Regions from separate parts of the Arachis hypogaea genome. Here region 2 is linked to region 1. The links are chromatin contacts, called in public Hi-C maps. All regions are on one chromosome and are shown on one strand. Each heading gives the region's core, a stretch centred on a gene start, on an enhancer-like site or on the middle of the called end of the contact. The rest is flanking DNA. Distances are from core to core; before and after follow the strand shown.

The links. Hi-C and Micro-C count contacts between places; a contact is called where the count stands out from the background.
Region 2: a Hi-C map of an unstated tissue shows a contact between it and region 1, with 4 times the contacts expected there. The contact joins the promoter of LOC112752090 here to the enhancer-like site in region 1. A contact is called at or near these places in 2 of 8 Hi-C or Micro-C datasets (leaf and an unstated tissue).

The regions. Positions count from the first base shown.
Region 1 is chr2:94,523,163-94,530,438 of arahy.Tifrunner.gnm2.J5K5, reverse strand. No RefSeq gene overlaps it. Among protein-coding and RNA genes, the nearest start is that of LOC112752057, 10 kb to the left of the region's middle. Within about 2 kb of position 2,703, at least 2 of the 3 cell types and tissues checked have open chromatin away from gene starts, as enhancers often do.
Region 2 is chr2:94,604,422-94,611,697 of arahy.Tifrunner.gnm2.J5K5, reverse strand. LOC112752090 (large ribosomal subunit protein uL13w) reads right to left here and starts at 2,964. Exons shown (of 3, transcript XM_025801488.3): 1 at 2,473-2,964; 2 at 2,299-2,386; 3 at 1,810-2,205. The coding sequence starts at 2,861. The coding sequence ends at 2,062. It overlaps LOC112752082 (cytochrome P450 83B1), which reads left to right. Exons shown (of 2, transcript XM_025801476.3): 2 at 1-712. The coding sequence ends at 510.

The DNA.
Region 1 (7,276 bases), core at 1,454-3,953:
AATTAACAGAACCACCAGCTAATACCACAATTATTGGAAGTAAGTGGGTGTTTGCTATCAAGAAAAATGCTAAAGGTGATATTCTGAGGTATAAGGCAAGACTTATTGGACAGGGTTTTCATCAAGTGGAAGGTATAGACTATGATCAAATTTATAGTCCAGTGGTAAGGCCTTCCACCATTAGAGTTATCTTAACTATTGCTGTTTCATTAAATTGGCCATTGAGACAGTTTGATTTTGATAATGCCTTTCTTAATGGCACCTTAAATGAGACTGTATACATGATGCAACCTCCGGGATACTCTACAAAGGGTGAACAACTAGTGTGCAAGCTAAACAAGGCCATTTATGGTCTAAAACAAGCACCGAGAGCCTGGTATAAAACATTATCTACTACTCTTCAACAATTTGGATTTAAAGAAACCAGATCTGATGTGTCTTTGTTTGTTAGATTTTTTGATTCTAATGTGATTTACTTGTTAGTTTATGTAGATGATATAATTGTTACCGGTAATAATGCTGCAGAATTAGATAAATTAATTTACCAATTGAACAATATTTTTCCGTTAAAGGATATGGGGAAGTTTAGTTATTTTTTAGGCTTGGAAGCTTCATATTTGTCTACAGGTAGTGTTCATATTTCACAAACCAAATATGCATCTGAATTACTTAAGAGAGCTGGAATGGAGACTGCGAATTCGATGCCTACCCCAATAATGTCCAACACAAAGCTTTCAGCTCATTACTCGGAACCTTTTCATGATCCCAAACTGTACAGATCAATAGTTGGTGCACTTCAATATCTCACAATGACAAGACCAGATATTGCCTTTGCTGTTAACAGAGTATCTCAGTTTATGCATCAACCAACATTGCTGCATTGGAAGAGTGTAAAAAGAATTCTGAGATATGTGAAAGGTACAGTAGATCATGGATTATTATTTTCTAAATCTACTGATTTTAGGTTGTTGGCTTTTTCAGATGCTGATTGGGGTGGAGATCTAGATGATAGAAAATCAATCACTGGATTTTGTGTTTATCTTGGATGCAATCTGATCTCATGGAAGAGTAACAAGCAGACAAAGGTGAGCAGGAGCAGTACTGAAGCAGAATATAGGGCAATGTGTGCTGCACAAACTGAGGTAATGTCCATACAGCAACTTTTGGGAGAGCTTCGAATCCCACAACCTATGTCACCAACCATCTTTTGTGACAATCAGAGTGCATGTTTATTGGCTGCAAATCCAGTTTTGCATAGTAGATGTAAACATCTTGAGCTGGATTTGCATTTTTTAAGGGATTTAGTAAATCAAAAATCTCTCTATGTTGTTAATATACCTTCTCAAGATCAGGTGGCCGATTCTTTAACTAAACCATTGTCCCTAAGTTTGTTTCAGAAATACAGGTTCAAACTGCGACTTCGAGACAAATCGTGCCTCAGTTTGAGGGGGAGTATTGAGAGAACTGCTTAGGAGATAGTAAAAGAGTTATAAATAGGTGTAAGGAATGTAGATTTGGGGTTCTGATGAGAGTGCTTTTCATTTTACATTTTCAATAGAATTCATTGTTTCATTTTTCTTAAGAAACCTTTTCTATTCTAGAATTCTCTTCTTCTCAATTTCTTTCTGTTTTGGGTTCACTGCAGAGGAGTTTTCTAGGGTTTTCAATTCCTCTTTTAAAGACTATAAGAGCTACTGATAATCACTTACTTTACTAATATACTAAAAATGTATCTTTCAGGATATTTAATAAGTTGCATTTGAATTTTATTTTTGAAACAAAAATACAAAAATCAAATAGAAAGCAAGAGACGGATTTTCGGTCTCAACTCTCAGAAAGTATCTTTCAAAGTAAATTTCTAAAGTGATTTTTGAGATTAATATCGTACATTAAAATAATTTTTAAAATTTTTTATACCAATTATATTCTTAAGATTGATAAAAATGTATTATATTAATTTTTAACTCAGTTTATGTTAACGACGCACTGACGCAACTTAATGACATTTAATTTATAAAAAATAGCTCCTTTAAAAATATTGAAAAATTTAAATTTATAAAAAAATTTAAAAAAATTAGTGAAAAGACTAATTTGGTGTATGATATTTAATTTTAAGGATTAAAATGAGTTATTTAGAGCAAAATTAAAGACTAACTTAGGATATCTACAATGATGACATAACGAATGATACATGGACAAATAATATTATAATATGTGATATAAATGACACATGGTCAAATATTATTGTGACATGTAATTCAGCCATTCATGTCAGCATATCGGATCTTATTAATCAACCCATCATCACACTATTACACGTAATTAAACAATAATGTGACACGTGACATTAACGATGCACATCATCAAACTATGTCAATATATAATTAACAAAAAATAGGTGAGAGACTAACATAATGTATTTTTGTTAATCTCAAAAATATAATTAATATAATTAAAATCTTAAAAGCTATTTTAGTACACGACTCCGATACGAAAAAATACCTTAGGGAATTTAGTCATCTCTGACAATATCCCAACGTAATGGTGTCAATCACAAACTTGGATCACAGAATGTTTCCAATGTCCTATTTACAAGTTTATATGCTTTTCACAAATTAAGTCCAAAATAGTTAACCCAGTAACTAACATTTTAGGTAAACCCAAATCTTTTTCTGATTTTCACAATAAATATTGGGTCAACCCGATAGTTTCAAGGTCACTACGGTACCGAATTGATATTTTTGGGTGAAAATTTTGAGCCCACCAAGGCCAGACCCAAATTCCCAAATATTCCACAAAAGAGTTTCAGGACCCCCAAAAAAGAGTTCAGAATATTATTCCAGAAAAAAAAAAATTGCTTATCAATTTTTTTAAAAAAAGAAATCCTCAATCATAATCAAATAATAATAATTAAAAATAAAAACAAATTAAAGTATCTCGGGCAACAAAACTCCTTTCATTAGATAAATAAATCTTAATTTTTTAATATTCGTCGATCAAAACTAACAATTAATTTTGAGAATAAAAGAGTAGTCATAAACTCCGTTATATATACATAATTCAAAAATAAACTTTTTCATTTTTTTTCAATTATTTTGTCAAATATAATCTTTTACCATTTAACATCTTCTCCCACATTTTTTTTTCACACTTAAAAAATATATAATAAAAAATTACACTGAAAAAAACAATTAAAAAAATTAATTCCCCACATAATATTTAAACAATCCAAAGTACTAGAGGCAGAACAGCTAACCAGCGCATTTGCAGCTGCCGAAGGAGACAGTATGGTACGATTTTTTAATCTATTATTCTTTTTTGTTTTATTATATAATAATTAATAATAAGAATAAGAATGCATAGTTTTTGAATTTGGTGGTCAAACTTCCATTGTTACGCTTAACCTGCGTTTGAATGTTGGGTCTTGAGGGTGTCTTTTCCAGAGCAATAACACTTACACATATTTGGTTGCACTGCACCATGTAGTGTCATGAGAGACACAAAAACAAGATTAGAAGGTGCCATTCAGAATAATAATGTATATGCATATATATCCTTACAGATTCTATATATTTATTAGGGTTTATTTTCTGGTGCAGTATCATGTTCATCATCTCTTCACAAATCAGTGAATCATAGAAAGAAGATTTGCATGATGTTGATGTTTCAACTTTTTAATTTGAGTCACTGGAGAATGTCAAGACAAAATACGTAACAGTAAGAAGCTAATGTTTCACTTCAATCTTAACATTAAACCAAGATTTATACAATATATATATATATATATATATATATATATATATGATGAGTGGATCAAATATTTGAGTGATTCAATTACTAATAATAGTAATCATCGTAAGTTAATTTTGAAAAGAGACAAAAGAAAATCAATCCAAAGGTCAAGTTTTTATTTAGTATTTATTAATTATTATTAAAATAATTACATAACTTTTATGAGAAAATAATAAATAAATTTTTGAACTTTTAATTTGAGGACATTGATTAATTAAAAATATAAAAATATTTATCACATTTTAAAATGTAAAACATTTAAATCTTTTTAAAAGTTTATTTATTCTCATATATTTTGAATGGAGAAATTCGACATTTTAAAATGTGAAAAATATTTTGTATTTTTAATTAGTTAAAAATTTATTTGTATTCAAGTTAAAAAATCAAAAAATTATTTGTCTTTTTTTCTTTTTGATATAATAAATATATATCTATAAATATCATATACGTAAAATTATGAAGGTTATGTACTTATGTTAAATAAGATTATTTTAGTTATTAAATTTTTAGTATTACTGTTAATTTTGCGGGGTTATTAAATTTCGGTAAAATTTACAAATTTTTATTTCATTTCCTGAAGTGATATATGGCTGTCATGAGAATCTATGCTTCAGTTGGAATTCTACTTGACACGTTAGTATTTAATATGAACAAGCTAATAATATGAACTAAAATAAAATATTTTCTCATTTTTTATAGACTACAACAAAAATATGAATCAAGGCAAAGAAAAAGAAATCAGAATATTACAAAGACTGAAATGTATTAAACTCTAAATTTTAATATCATTTGTCTAATTTATTTATCATAATAAAAATAGTTGGCTGGAGAAAAAAAGCATTGATCCATTGAGCATTATTCATAGTTTTAAACCATAATTATAGAGTGATTATAGAACAAATTATGGTCATGATTTAAAATTATGGCTTAAATAATTGATAAAAAGAATGATAACATTTAATTATACATGGATCCGTGATACACAAATTCTGGCTACATTTAATTTACACTATGGAGTTTGTTATATATTCATAAGTAATAATAAGGTAATGTAATTCCTAAATGTGTATGTGTAGTGACAATCAAATAAAATTTTGTACCTTGGGATCAATAATAACGATGTTAACATTTGCATGTCATGCCAACGTATGTTTTAATCTCTGAGAATTTGCAATTGTTTTCTAACATTGACCTTGTCTTTTTTTCTGTCTCTCTTACTACAATATTATCATCGATCAAATTGATCAAATTATGTGGATAACGATCTTCTATTATTTATATTCTTGGCGTTTCTTAGAAACAAAACATACATGAATTTTAAGTCAACAACATACATGGTTCCACATGAAGCGTGTGTATGTGCATTCATTGTTCTAGGTATTTGCTATTATGTTTAAAAAATTATTATAAAAAAATAAAATGGGCGAAAATTCAGCACCAAATTACTGATACCAGAAAATTGGCCTTGAATGTATATGCTATGAACTAATCAAGTTGTGTTTGCATATCTCTAAGCTATCTTAGACTAGTATATATATATATATATGATGAATGTTACCGTATCCTCTCTAAAGTAACATGTAAGTTACCTTCTCTGATGTGTCACATTTTAATTGGGTGTTTATTTTAACCTGAGTTACCTTCTCTACTCTTTCGTCGTTGTTGCTCCTCCCAAGCATCACCGTCTCATTGATGTTCCGTTTTCTCTTCCCAAATCATTCTTCTAGAAAAGGTACATTTGTCGTCCTCATTACGCCTCCCAAGAATCACCGTCTCATTGGGTGTCTTGTTTTCTCTTCCCAAATCATTCTTCCAGAAAAGTATTCCAACTCTCTCTAATTGCGTTTACTCCTCCCCATTCCTTTGTCGTCGTCGTTGTGTCTCCTAAGTATCACCGTCTTATTAGCCGTTACCGTCTATTATTAACTCTCATGAGATTAAAGTAACTCAGGTTAAAATAAACACCCAATTAAAATATGACATATCAGAGAGGGTAACTTACAAGTTACTTTAGAGAGGGTAGGGTAGCATTTACCTATATATATATATATATATATATAATTGTGTATCATCAATACAAAATTACGATTCAGAAGTGTTCTTTCAGTTTTCTTTCCATTTTCTCTTTCTGTTACAACTTCTATTATTCATCATAAATCTTATATTATTAGAGAATCAAGAAGATTATTCTTGATCCATATTCAAAACCTTCATCTTTATGGCCGAAACATTTAGAATTTTATTCTTGTTAAATTTTAACAGAAAAATTTTTTAGTATAAAACAAAAATTAAAAAATATATGTAAAAATTTAAGTAAATAAAAAAAATTTTCCTTGAAAGACAAACGTGTTATACATATATTCTTATCATTTTAGATTTTATGACACAACTGCCTAAGACATGTCTATTATTATTGGTTATTATTTATTGCTTTCCCTTTAAATTTTTAAGATGCGTTAAATCTATTTCACTATTTTTATTAATTATTTGGATCACTTTTATTATGAAGTATGAACGTTGTTTCCATTATTTAACATTGTAATTTTAATTTTAATGTATTAATAATACAAAATATTATTTACAATTATTTAATTATATTTTTTTAATAATTATTTATACAATTAATATAAAAAATAATTATTTTTAGTAATATGATACTGCATAACTAAATATACATATACAATTCCTTTAAATAAAATTAGTTTATAATAACAATACATCAAAATTAAATTTTTATTTTAAACCATCAAAGAGAATAATTGAACAAAAAGTCAAGAACAGAACCTAACTCCGTATTCTCCTTCTTTATTTCTTTCTTTCTTTTTCTTTTTTTTTTTAAATTTTTGTTAGGGATGCTGGGCGTACCCTATGGTGGTGTTAGAGTCAGGATTAAGGCCGCCGTAGGGCACAACCCCGGGATTGTGTCATGTGCCCCTTTTCAATGCTCTTACAATATCTTTGTCAGGATTTTTTCTCTTTTTTTTTCCCTAGAAAATGACTATTAACATTCTCAAATTGGTAATGTTTTATCTCCAATTTGGATTTTTTTTTTAAAGTAAAATTGGATAATAATATTACTTCAATATAAAATATATTTATTACAAATTTCTTATTAAATTAAAATAACAAGATTCAATTATTTTATAAAAAAATTAAAATATAAATATAAAATTGTAATGTATCTATTATATATTTATTAAAATTAAAATTTTAAAATTGATGACCGAAGAATTAAAATTAAAATTCCAGTGTTCACTTATTTTTTGAAGAAAACTTGATGTAACTAATAAATTTGGCGCTAGCTGTCCCATCAAATTAGGGTAAGGAGTAAGGACCAACGTCCTAGATTTAGGGAGTATTTAATAGCGATTTAATTATTAGATTGGACTTTGATGTTTTTTTAAAGGAACTTGGATGTTAATAAAAAGGGTAAGACTTTTTTTTTTTAATAAATATAAGTACGATATAGGAAATTGATCATATA
Region 2 (7,276 bases), core at 1,715-4,214, 81 kb before region 1:
GAAGAAATTAGGAGCTTGGGAGGGAAGAAAGATTTCTTGGAAGAAGATGAGATTCAAAAGTTTACATATTTCAAAGCCGTTATAAAAGAATCACTAAGATTGCATCTTCCAGCACCTATAATTCCAAGAGCCACACATGAAAGTTGCAACATTGGTGGATACCAAATTCCACCCAACACACTTGTTTATGTGAACACTTGGGCTATCCATAGAGACCCTCAATCTTGGAAGGACCCAGAAGAATTTTATCCAGAAAGATTCTTAGACAATGATATCAACCTTCGAGGGCAAGATTTCAAGCTTTTTCCATTTGGTTCAGGTCGTAGAATGTGCCCTGGTTTGCCTTTAGCAACTGCAGCGCTTGATCTTATTCTTGCTAATCTTTTAAATTCCTTTGATTGGGAATTGCCAGAAGGAATCAAAAGGGAAGACATTGATTATGAAAGGTTACCAGGAATTGCTCATCACAAGAAGAATCCTCTCTATCTTATCGCAAAGACCCACATATAATTCAGAGCTAGGTATAACCTTATAATAATGATGATATATAATAATTGATGTGGCTTTTGTGCATTGCTTAGCTTAAATTTGGAACCTTAAATAGAAGTGTTGGTGGTTATTACTAGCTTGGGGGAAAATATACAGTATTGCATGTGTGTTGTGATGTACTAAAGTATATATATAATGAATAAACTAAATAAGTAAATATACACACTAAAGTGTCATCTTCCAGCACCACTACTTATGCCATGAAAAACAAATGAAATCCATGAAATTCCAGCCGAAACATTTGTGTATCTATATAACCGCATAGGCTAGAGAGAGATCCTGAAACTTTAAGACCGACAAAAAGTTGATTTTTAATCATACTAAGTATACATTGAAATCAGCTGTTAATATAAAATTTATATTATAATATAATATATATTAAAATAAATTAAATATATATATTTATATACAAATATATTACTAGCTAATTTAAATATTAATTTTGATATAAGCTAATGATATAGATTTCCGAAGACAAGAATCGAGTTAATTCCATTTGGTTCTGGTCGAAGAATTTGTCCTGAATTGACGGCAGTTGAAACACTTGACCATATCCTTGCTAATTTATACTCCCTTGATTGGGAATTGCCTAAAGGGTGAAAATGGAAGACACTGATACTGAAATATAACCATTTACTAGGACCTTACCCAACATGAGAAGAATCTTAATCAACATCCATGAGAGGCATCGAGATTTGCAAAAAATAACAACAATTTGGTGGTGGTCACAGGTATTGATGGTGGAGAGAGGGGTAAACTTAGTTTTGTTTCGGCGGTGTAAACGGGGACTAATTTGTCCCATAAGATGCCACGTGTTAATTGACGAACATAGATGTATTCTGTCATTGTTTCATGGAGTTTATTAACGGAAGGACTAATTTGTTTGTCAAAGACAAACCTTCGAGACCTTGAGCATCATAATAATTGGCCAGGGAATAAGAGTGTCTAATGCATAATAAATTCTTTAAGAACCAATCTGAAGTGCAAGTAATGATCAATTATTTACATTATAAAAATGCCATTTTTAATGATACATCTATTAGTGTCTCTAATATCTGATATCTCTAGTGGGCATTGCAGAATCAAGGATTCAAGGTTTCACATCACATTAAAAAATTTAGAAAAAATAAGAAATCCTAATTATAATATTACTAATTTCTAATTAAAGAAAATTTTAAATATTTTATTCTTTACATATTTTCAAAAATAAAATGAATATTTTAATTTTTACTCTATATATAAACTGAAACCAAACCAAAATTATTCAAAATAAAGAAGTCCAAATGTAATTGATACGAACCATTCTTAAATGCAATGTAATATAATCTAGGATGAAACAATAAATCTACAAAATCACATACAAAAATAGCTTATAGCTTCCACGATTATCAGTTTATCACATCAAAACAAATTATAAGCTCCAACGACAAATTCAAAAACCAAAACAAAAATGAAAAAGGCTGAAGATTCAACTAAATATACCTCAATTTAAAAACACTAACAAAAGCCAAATCAGTACTTGACTGGAGCAAGGATATCAAGTTGGGAACCAAGCTTCTCCTCAGCAACCTTCTCAGCTTTCACCCTCAATTTGTTCAGCTGCTTCTTTCTCTCGTACAACAAATGCGCCTTCTCCTTCCTCTTCTTCTCCAATTCCTGCGATTCCAAAATCCAATTACTCGCAAAATTCCAAACAAGTAATTTTAAACTCTGAACAGAACAACAAAAGATTCAGATTTTCACACTAACCGTGATGGTATCATAATAATTCCATCCAACTTCAGATGACAATCTACCAAGCAAGCAGAATTTGTGCCCCTTCTGAAGCCTCAAAACCCTAATTCCATCGATTCACCAGTAATTCGTTAAATTAACAAAATTAAAACTATGAAAATCGAATGACGAAAGAAGAAGAGCAATTACTTGAGAGCATCAGGGATCACCATCCTCTTCGTCTTATCATAAGGAGGAGGGATTCCCTCGAAAACCTTCAAGCGAGCAAGAGCAGCTTCGCCGCGCTTCGTCTTGTGAGGAATCATGCCGCGAACCGTGCGCCAGAAGATCTTGGAAGGAGCGCGGAAATGGATGGGGCCATGAGAGGGTTTAGTGTTCATCCTCTTACGGAGGAACCGCATGTACTTCATCTTCTGCCTAACGAGACCGCCGGAGATGCAGATCTCCTCGCACCTCACCACCACCACCTTCTGACCGTTCAGAAGCTCCTTCGCCACTATCGACGCAAGACGACCGAGCATGTGGTGCCGCGCGTCGACCACCACACGCGCTGCGCATATCCCTGAACCCGACACCATTGTTTTCTTCTTCTGATGAGATGCACGCCCAATTTGGAACCCTAATTGCTGCCTGTTATTTATATGATCAGACGGAGCAAGATGGGGATTAGGGTTTTAAGTTTGGGCCTATTCTTTGGGCTTTCTTCTTTAATTTTTAGTTATGGTTTACCCTCCTAGGCCCAAAAGGAAAGTAAAATGGGTAGTTTCTACGTTTCTTGTTTGTTTAGGTGGGAGTAGTTTGTGATTCAAATGGGGTGTTGGGCTAGTCGGGTCCCAGGGGTTTTTTCCAGTGCAGATCCGTTTAACCGATCCAATCCAAGAATCAAAAAAATAAAAATTAGTTATTAAACCAATGAAACTAGTGATTTTATTGTTTAAAAATTTAATTGAAATTCAACCGGAATATAATAAAATAATATATTTGTATAAAATATTTTTTTAAAAGATAATATTTTTTATTTTAAATCGATAAATCGCTAAAAATAAATTGGTTTGATCGGGATATCGATTTTTTTGCTATCAGCTGACAACTAGTTTAAAACTATATATAGAGAATCCATATTGCAAGATTATGTAAATGCTTTGATAATGATAAGTAAAACAAGTATTAGGATAAGTTGAGAGGATTGGATGCACATAACACAAAGTTCAATCATACGAGAAGCATAACAAGACAAGATCACAAGAACATGTCCTCTTCCTATTCCCTAACTGATTTAACTCCATCTTTTGGATGACTCAAACCCAGTTGCAAATCAGGCACCTATTGTTTCTCCTTGTGCTGCAACTTGACTTGATTTTTCAACCGTACATTTTTGCATATATGATGAATAACTTAACTAAATGAACAAAAAAAAATATTTTGATGTAACTTATTAGATCCACGTTTGGCGCAGTAGAAAAGAGACAAAATTAAAATGGGTGGTTAAAAAGGCTAATAAGAAGATAAAGCTAGAACAGAAAAAATAATAGAATGAGACTTATACTATTTATTACAAGAAAATTAGATCGCCAAGTAATTCAAGTAATGTTTTATTACTATTGCCGTCACCTCAAATAGAATCAGATGAGGACGAAAAATGATAAGGACAAAAATGACTATGAAAATTATAGTTGATGTTTTTAGTATTTTATTGAATATAATGTATCAATATATTTGTTTTTGTATTTAGAATTGACTACTTATTTGTTTTAGTATTTTTCTTTTTTTACTACTTATTTGATATATGATTGACTTGTTTGTTTATAGTACAATTTATAGTATTTTTCTTTTTTTACTACTTATTTGATATATAATTGAGTATTGTTTGAGAAAATCACTTAAATATATAAGGTTTTTTATTGGTGGAGTATCCAATTGAGTTACTTGTTACCTTTTGAAAAAACTTGAGGTAAGAATATGTAAGGTTTTGAAGTTGGTGAGAAATTAATCTAAGTTACTTGATAGTTCTAATAAAATTTAAGAGAAAATAATATCTAACATTTTTAGATTAATGAGTATCCAATCTGAATCTTGTTTGAGAAGTTAAGTGAAATATTAAAAGTTTTTAAATTGACTGCGATTCAATCTGAGTCAAAAACTATAGTCTGATAATTCTCTTTGCAAATTATGTCTTTTGTACCCTCATTTTATTAGTAAAATTCTCAAAATACTTGAAAATTGGATATAAGTATTTTAAGCCAAAATAACACATGAGGTGATATGTGTACTTATTACAAGAAAAACGTTGAGTATCATTGAATTTGCTGTCGGAAAAACGAATCAAATCTAACGGTAAATAGTTTACCATTGGATTTGTCGTCGGAACCTATTCGACGGAATAAACCTCGCCAAAAATAAATTACCGTCGGATTTATTCATCCGACGGTAATCTTCATCGGATTTAGCAGCAAAATATGGATTTTGAGGAAACGAAATCTGTTGTCACCTACCGTCGAAAAATTGTTGGCGCCAAAGAATTTGGCTTCATACCACCTTAATCTGACCGTACATCCAACAGTAATAACTTTTCTAATTTTTTTTTTGAAAAATTAGTTGGGCTGTTACCATCGGTATATTTCGATGGTAGATATTTTCTTGAATAATTTTTTTCATCCATGTATAATGTACTCCGATAATTAATAATTGAAACAGTGCTTTAAACTTGATGTGAAATTTCATATATACAAATTAAAAATACGGAATAATGGTAATCGAAATATCTGAAATAATGCTAATTATATTACATTCTTCTCAAAGTTCGGTAAAGAAATACATAAGATAGAACTATATTTACATTAACCCTATTCAAATTCATCACTTCTTCCTCTGGTTCACCATCCTCCTCTTCCAAGGTAATTTTCTAATCATTAAACTCGTCTTCTTCTTCATCATTGCCATCAATCCCATCTTTTTCTTGAAGATTGTCATCCTCTGGTGGTAGTGTGTCGGCATCTATTTCAAGGTCAATGATGTCATCATTCATAACAGCTGGCCTAAGGGTGATCGGCTCACCAGTATCAACCATCGTTTTCAAAGGAGTTGAGTCATCAATCTAGTAAAGTTCTTGACCATCTGTTCTATCATCAGACTCGATGCGGCCTCTTGGCTTAATCTTTAACCACAACCACCCAACTAGACTTGCATGAACTCGGATATGGCAAATAGTATACACGCGTACATTTTGAGGTAGAATAAAAGGATCCTAGTACCTATATTTCCTGGTTATTATATTAACTTTAGTGATATCATAGTCTTTGTGCTTTTGTATTCTTTATCGCAAACTTGGGTCATACCATTCATATTTAAATATGCACACTTTGTACATAGTGCGACAGAAATACTCTAATTGAATTATGTTGTATAACATACCAAACCAATCAGAATGACCACTGCCTGTATCCCCATGAACCTAAACTCCGATGTTATCTGTTTTTTTTCTATTCAACCACTATAAAGAATGGAACCGATATCCATTATTGTATATCGGGTAGCTAGTATTCTTATTCATTGGGCCCCAACTAAGTGCAACTAGTTCTGAATCTGTTGTGTCAGTTAGATACATGCTGACGTATTTTCTGAACCAACATGAAAAATTGTTCAATGAGGTATCATGATTTACCTCTTGGAATAACGTATATGATAGAATAGGATAAAGAAGTTTTGATTGGATTAAGATGTTAGTATCTTACTGGTTGCAATATTCATGAAAACTAAAAAAACTGACATAGGGTAAGATAAAATTTGGTCACAGTTAAGCAACACATGTAGATGTGCGGCATCGATTTCCTTCTACTCTAACCAATAGTTACTGTCCGCACCCATTGCAGCTCCTTCAGCAAAGATTGGATATATTGTTTCACTTGACGAGAATTCTCCCCTCTCATTGTTCCTTACAACCCTTGTTCTACGTAACTCAATATGAGGTTGAAAATAAAATGAGCAAAATGCGAATGTTTCTTTAGCTAGGAATATTTTGTAGATGCTGTCCTCAATCCGGGCTCTGTACTTTACGATGCACTTGAATGAACTAATTATCCTTTCAAATGGATACATCCACCGAACTTGGACTGGTCCACATAGTATTGCTTCATATGGTAGGTGAGTCGCTAAGTATTCCATAATGTCAAAAAAGGATGGAGGAAATATCCTCTCTAGCTTACAAATTATAATGGAAATGTTTTTGTCTATAACTGTGAGATTATTAATTCTAAGTTTCGTAGCACATAACTCCTTAAAGAACTCACTTATTACTGTGAGGGTTTTCAGATGTTAGTTGAAAGTTCTCTAAACGCGACAGGAAGCAAAGACTCCATGAAGACATGACAATCATGACTTTTCAACCTAGCTATCATGTGACATGTTTGCACACCTACTCAAGTTAGAGGCATAACCATCAGGAAACCTTAATCCTCTAATCCACTTACAAATATTTTGTCTCTGCTTCTTTGTTAGAGCGAACACTGCCCTTGGTTTAGCCCACTGCCCGTTATAAAGTCTTTTTAAGTTCAGATCTATTTGCCTACAAATATCCACCAAGTCTAACTTAGCCTTATCGTTGTCCTTTGTTCGTTCATCGTCCATTATTGTGTGCATGATATTATCAAACACGTTTTTTCAATGCCTATCAAATCAAGATAATGTCGTACCAAGTTGTCTTTTCAATAAGGCAACTCCCAACATATAATCTGTTTAGTCCAATTATGCTTCCTGCCATATCTTGAAGGTCTCAAATCTACCCCGTTATCGACGATCCTTGGAATTCTACTGACATGGTGCCAAACTTACCTACCACTGAATCTCATAGGTGCCTCTTCTTGTTCACTTTTATTCTTTTTAAACGAGTCCTTATTGCGCCGAAAATGATGATAGGAATCTTTGATGACAATCAAACCATGAATTCTTACCATCATTCTTCAACCAAAACGTCTTTGTATCCTCCATACAAATGAGA